Regions from separate parts of the Cyprinus carpio genome. Here region 1 is linked to region 2. The links are chromatin contacts, called in public Hi-C maps. All regions are on one chromosome and are shown on one strand. Each heading gives the region's core, a stretch centred on a gene start, on an enhancer-like site or on the middle of the called end of the contact. The rest is flanking DNA. Distances are from core to core; before and after follow the strand shown. Region 1 overlaps gga1 (ADP-ribosylation factor-binding protein GGA1). Region 2 holds the start of cfap100 (cilia- and flagella-associated protein 100).

Region 1 (2,700 bases), core at 149-2,648, 58 kb before region 2:
TTATTCCAGTTTCGAAACTAGTGTATATGTTCCATTCAAAGGGCATTAAAGTGTGCAAGACGTGAATTTAAATTGTATTTATTTACAGAGGTATATGACGTAACACTCGTCTGTGTGTGAAGACGCTGCAGGCGAAGTCAAGTAAACTTCAACAGATTTCCCCTGCTCAGGGAGTAGCGAGCAATGAACACGGTGTAGGGATCATATCAGTTGGAACGCAGTTCATAGACGTAGCTCTTTTCTAACGAGCTGGATTATATGAATCAGGTGTGTTAACTAAGAAAGACATGCAAAATATGCAGAGTAAGGGGGTGCGAGGGCTAGATGTGCGTATGTGTAAAATGATAAAGATCTCTTGTGGGACTTGCTGTTTGTCCTATGTTGTTGTTGCGATTGTGTGTTGTGGAGTGCTTGGAAATAAATATGCTACATTATGTTTATGCTCTGCATCTTATTTTAGGTATTATTAAACAGGACCCAGACCTTCCTGATGACAAGCCCTGCCCTCTAATGCCCAGGCCTAAAAACGCCATCTTTGAGGATGAGGAGAAATCAAAGGTTGTTAAGATGCAGTTTAGGATTATTATTTTTTTTTTTACTATTTATTTCCTTATGTCTTAACTCTGTTTACTGTGATTAAAACCTAAGAATGATTCAGGAGTCAGGTTGATCAATCTGAAACTATGTTACTATATGTTTGTAAACCATGAAGCCAATGAAGCATTTTAAGGTACATAAAAGAGAAATAATTATGACTTCACTTATGTTTGTCCACTCTCGCTTACTGTGTTTTTTTTTTTTGTTTTTTTTTTTCTTTCTGATTCAATAGATGTTGTCTCGTCTTCTGAATAGCTCTCACCCTGAGGACCTGCGGGCGGCAAACAAACTCATTAAAGAAATGGTTCAGGAGGTGTGTAGATGTGTGTTTGGATTAACTCTTAGTGGGTTCTTAGAGTCTATTTCTCAGTACAGCAATGTGTACAGAACAATATGAAAGGTCAAAGAATGGTCTATTTACACCAAAAGCAAAATAATTATTTCTGTCCGAAAAAAAATAAATAAATAGATGGGTACAATAGATGCTGCAGCACTTAGTCCACCTAGCTGCTTTTTCATCCAGCAGTTTTTTGGGGGTATGATGCAATTCAAAGCAGCAAAAATGTATACATTATGTAAGAGTAAGTCCATGAACTGTACTTTTCCTGCATGAGCACTGACGATTTGCTGTGTGTAATTCATACACTCTGTTTTCAGGATCAGAAGCGTATGGAAAAGGTGTCGAAGAGAGTGAATGCTATTCAGGAAGTAAAGGAGAGTGTTGGGCTTCTCACACAGTTACTGGGAGATTACAACAAAGAGAGCGGCTCACATATCAATGAGGAACTAATTAAGGTCTGTAATACACATGTCTGCAAAACAGCCTGTCACACTCCTGACATGACAGTAGTGTCCTGACATGACAGTAGTGGACTGAGGGTTCCTATGTGGTTTGTAAAAGTATGAAATTTAATTCAAGTAATTTCCAGGTCTGGAAAAAAATGGAAAATTAATGAATGAATGAATTTATGAATGAAGGAAAAGTATGGAAAAAAGAAAGCAGTGTATGGAAAAATATCTGCATTTCCAGACTTTTGCCCCTGTTTAGTTTTTTTAGAAAGGAAAATTAAGAATTTAATGAAAATAAATGTATCATACAAGAAGTGTGTTTTCATGGCAGCTGTTTAGTGATTGTCAAACATGACTGAATAAATTGATGGTGCACTTTTCATTATGTGAAATGCAGGTTATAAGCATTTTGGGTTTGGCAGACCTAAGGCCTTGAAATATGATGTACTGCCCTAACCAAATTTTGAAAAAAAAAAAAAAAAAAAAAAAAAAATTATAGACCATTGAACTTGCCAAATAGGACAATGCACACAGCAGTATTATGCCATTAGCCAATTTTGAGTCATGGTTTCTCCACGACCAAAGAGGATATGTTAAATTAGACATTAGGCCTTGATATTAGAGGTACTTCCCTATGGAAAGCCAAATTTTGAGCTAGTAGATCTCTATTAATTCATGTGCATCCCTGCTCTCGTTTAATTCACAGTAAGAAGGCACTGGTGCACAAACAAAATAGGTTATATAAAACTAGAAATTGTAATATGTAAAACATGTTTAAAAATTCCCATGCGCATGAGAATAGTTTCTTGTGTGCATGCAGAAGTCTGTATTTTTGTTTTTTTATTTTAGGGACTCTGTATGTTGACACTACAGATGACTATATTATATACCAAATACACAGCTGCAAATAATGCTGTATGAACTATTTATGTTAGATCTTAAAGTCTACTGTGATGTTTGGAAATTTGAGTCTGGTAAAGTATGGAATTTTGAAATGGAAAATGTGTAGGAATCAGAGCTACTACATCACTAGACACAGGGTGCGTCTTAATCAGCTCCCTAGTTCAGTAGTCAGGTCAGTGATCAGGGCTGTGTTTCCCTAAAGCTTCGTAAGCCTAAAAAGTTCGTTTTTACGGTCTGTTTCCCAAAAGCATCGTAACTTAAGTAGCACTTGAAAATCATCGTAGATCTACGAGTGCTCTGGAGTAATCGTAAAGCCCCAAGTCAAGTCAAGTCAAGTCACCTTTATTTATATAGTGCTTTTAACAATATAGATTGTCAAAGCAACTGAACAACATTAATTAGGAAAATAGT
Region 2 (2,916 bases), core at 384-2,883:
ACATATGGATCACATAATAATTTAGCCTTAAGTGATATTTGGAATGGTTTTGATCTTATCCATCTGACAGAAGATTTTTTGGTCCACCTTGGGGATTTTGTGTCCTCCTCACCATCTCTCTTGGGTGGGGTACCTCAAGGTTTCATTCTTGGACCTAATCTGTTCTCCTTACATATGCTTCCCTTATTTGCAGGAAGTATGTCATCTCGATTCACTGTTATGCAGATGATACACAACTTTCTCTGCCTTTGAAACAGAAAGGTGCAAACTCCATAGCCCATATATGTTGGACTGTCTTGAGGATATTAAAACCCGGATGGTTTTAATCTAGATGTCCTTATCTATAGATCTAGGTGCTATAAAACCATAAGTGAAGCCCATTGTAAGAAAACCTGGGTGTTATTATGGACAGTGACTTTAAACTGGATAAACAGGTTAAATCAGTTATTAAACTAGTTTTTCCAGTTGAAGCAATTATCCAAAGTCTTTTCTGTCTTTTAATGATTTTGAACGGGTTATAAATATTTTTATCTTGACCTGCCTGGACTACTTAATGGCATTTACACAGAATGCCGCTGCTTGTATGTTAACAGGAACGCATAAGCAAGAATTATATTACACCAATATTTGCCTCCCTTCACTGGTTTACTGTTCACTTTTGAATGGATTTAAAATTAAATTTTTAGCATTCAAATCGTTGAATAGACTGGAACCAAGATATCCTCAAGAGCACTTAGGTCCTCTGAGCAATAACATTTGGTCGTCCCTCTAGTAAGGCTGAAGAGCATGGGTGACTGTGCTTTTGCAGTTGTGTAACAGATTTGGTCTTTCTTCTTTTCTCTGCGTTTTGATTTGGCCTTTTTTTCTTCACTTGACTTCATGCCCAAGATCCAAAGAACACATATGGCAGCATCACTCTACCCAAATAATGCAAGAACACAAATGCTGTTTGCCATCTGTTTACTGAAGAGTGAAATAAAACATAGAGGGGTTTGGCTGCAGACATTAGCAATCCACAGCGTGCACGGCTCACTGCAACTGCTATTACATCACAGCAGAGTACTACAAACATATGAACCAATAACTTCTCCTCTTTAAATAGGAGAGAACAGGGATGCTTGTAAAAATTTAAAAGATAAAAACAAACCACAACAACCACTTGTTTTTGGAAGAAATTAAAAAGCTTAAAATTAAATAGGATTGGGTTGAGGGAAAGAATTGTGAAATAGGAGAATAATTTACAAAAATAAATTCACACAAAATGAGTGTGTAATTGTGTCAAATCTTTTACATTCTTTTTCTGTTCATGGAGAAACAAGACGAAACGATACCACAACAAATAAAACCTAAAGATTTCAAGAAAGGATGTTTTTAATAAATGGTGGCACATCCCAATTCTGAATGACCGGTATGGTATATGTCTAAAATTTTATTTAGAGAAGAATATTAAAATTTGAGATGAATATATGAAATAAGAGATCTAAGAAATAAACATAATCAAGAGAAGACCAGTACGGTTTGTAATAATTTCCTGAATCAAAGCACCTGTATTGCAAAGAACGATCAATCTTGTGCAATACTGCCACCTACTTTTCGTGGAAAGAATTTTCAAATATAATGTTGTCAGGGCAACCAAAAACGCAACAAGGGGAAAGTATCTTCAAACCTGATCATCTGAGCTGCTTTACTCTCTCTGATCCATCTGCAGGTTTAGGGCTATAGATCATTAAATTCTAAAAATCAATACTTTACAAACGATCTTGGCAAGATAGCTATAGTACATAAACTGACAGAGGCTTTAAACTTTACAGGACAAACGTATTGCTACAGAAGCTTGTGATTTCAAGTAAGGCGACGCAGATTTTCGTTGATCTAAATACTTATTTGCCGTAGGAGCAACATGTCCTCACCTGAATCATCAGCACACAGTAAGACAGATTTAATTCATGGGTAATTCATTTGAGCAACGTTATATCAAATACTTGTCTTGAATCTGAAGAAATTAGCCTAAATTATATTAGCAATGATTAGGCTAACAATGATGCGTTGTAGCTGTTTCAGAAAATGTACACTTGAAAACACAGAAAATATAATTAGCTCTTTATAAAAACTGTCAATAAAATGTCCTTGTGGTGATAGAAGTATACGTGTGTGTGTGTGTGTGTGTGCGTGTGTGTGTGTGTGTGTGTGTTTGTGTGTTTGTCTGATTTAGGAAGCAGTGATGGCGTGAACCCTTTCAAAGCATCTGAACACAACGATCTTTTCCAGATGATAAACAAAGAAAAATCTCAGAGGAAACTGGTTTGTATCATTTAATATATTGATACAATACATACACTTTAAAGATGTGCGATCTGCCATCTGTAATGAGGGACGTATTAAACATTTAGAATAATGAACCCAAATGGGTAATTAAATTATAGCAAGTCACCACAATCTTAAATATTGGGTTACGTAATTGCATCTAATACACTTTAAGTTTGGAGAAGTTAAAAGCACAAACTAGAGTACAGTTGCTCCACACTGAAAACACAACTTGTCCAACAGGAATGAAATAATAATACTAATAATAAATCCAAACATGAAATTCTGCACTCTGTTATGGCAGGAGCACCAAAGTAAGTTGGCTTTACCTGTCCATGAGAAGATAACATTTGCATGCAGAACAAGGGCAGGACAAACCAGACTAAGGAAGGAACTGAAAGAGGAGGGTAGCATACCAGTCACACATACTCACAGGCAGCTCCAAATTACGCCCGCATGGAGGGTATCTATGAAAGGTGAGCCAAACCTAACCACATCTTATCTGCATCAAACATGGGTCATTCTGTGTCAAATCAACCAAATTTCAGAAACTTTCCTGGCTCAAATTCTTGGTTTTGTTAATATTTATTTTTTTCTGAAGAAAGACAAACA

The links. Hi-C and Micro-C count contacts between places; a contact is called where the count stands out from the background.
Region 1: a contact with region 2 is called in a Hi-C map of red blood cells, with 5 times the contacts expected there. The contact joins the enhancer-like site here to the promoter of cfap100 in region 2. A contact is called at or near these places in 4 of 8 Hi-C or Micro-C datasets (red blood cells and skeletal muscle).

Annotation. Positions count from the first base shown.
Region 1 is chrA6:12,169,754-12,172,453 of ASM1834038v1, reverse strand. It overlaps gga1 (ADP-ribosylation factor-binding protein GGA1), which reads left to right. Exons shown (of 17, transcript XM_042758092.1): 6 at 461-558; 7 at 830-910; 8 at 1,255-1,392. Among protein-coding and RNA genes, the nearest start is that of gga1, 18 kb to the left of the region's middle. Within about 2 kb of position 1,398, at least 1 of the 8 cell types and tissues checked has an H3K27ac peak or open chromatin away from gene starts, as enhancers often do.
Region 2 is chrA6:12,112,146-12,115,061 of ASM1834038v1, reverse strand. It overlaps cfap100 (cilia- and flagella-associated protein 100), which reads left to right and starts at 1,633. Exons shown (of 16, transcript XM_042758088.1): 1 at 1,633-1,928; 2 at 2,213-2,301; 3 at 2,609-2,780. The coding sequence starts at 1,901. The region is part of intron 1 of aldh1l1 (cytosolic 10-formyltetrahydrofolate dehydrogenase); the gene reads right to left.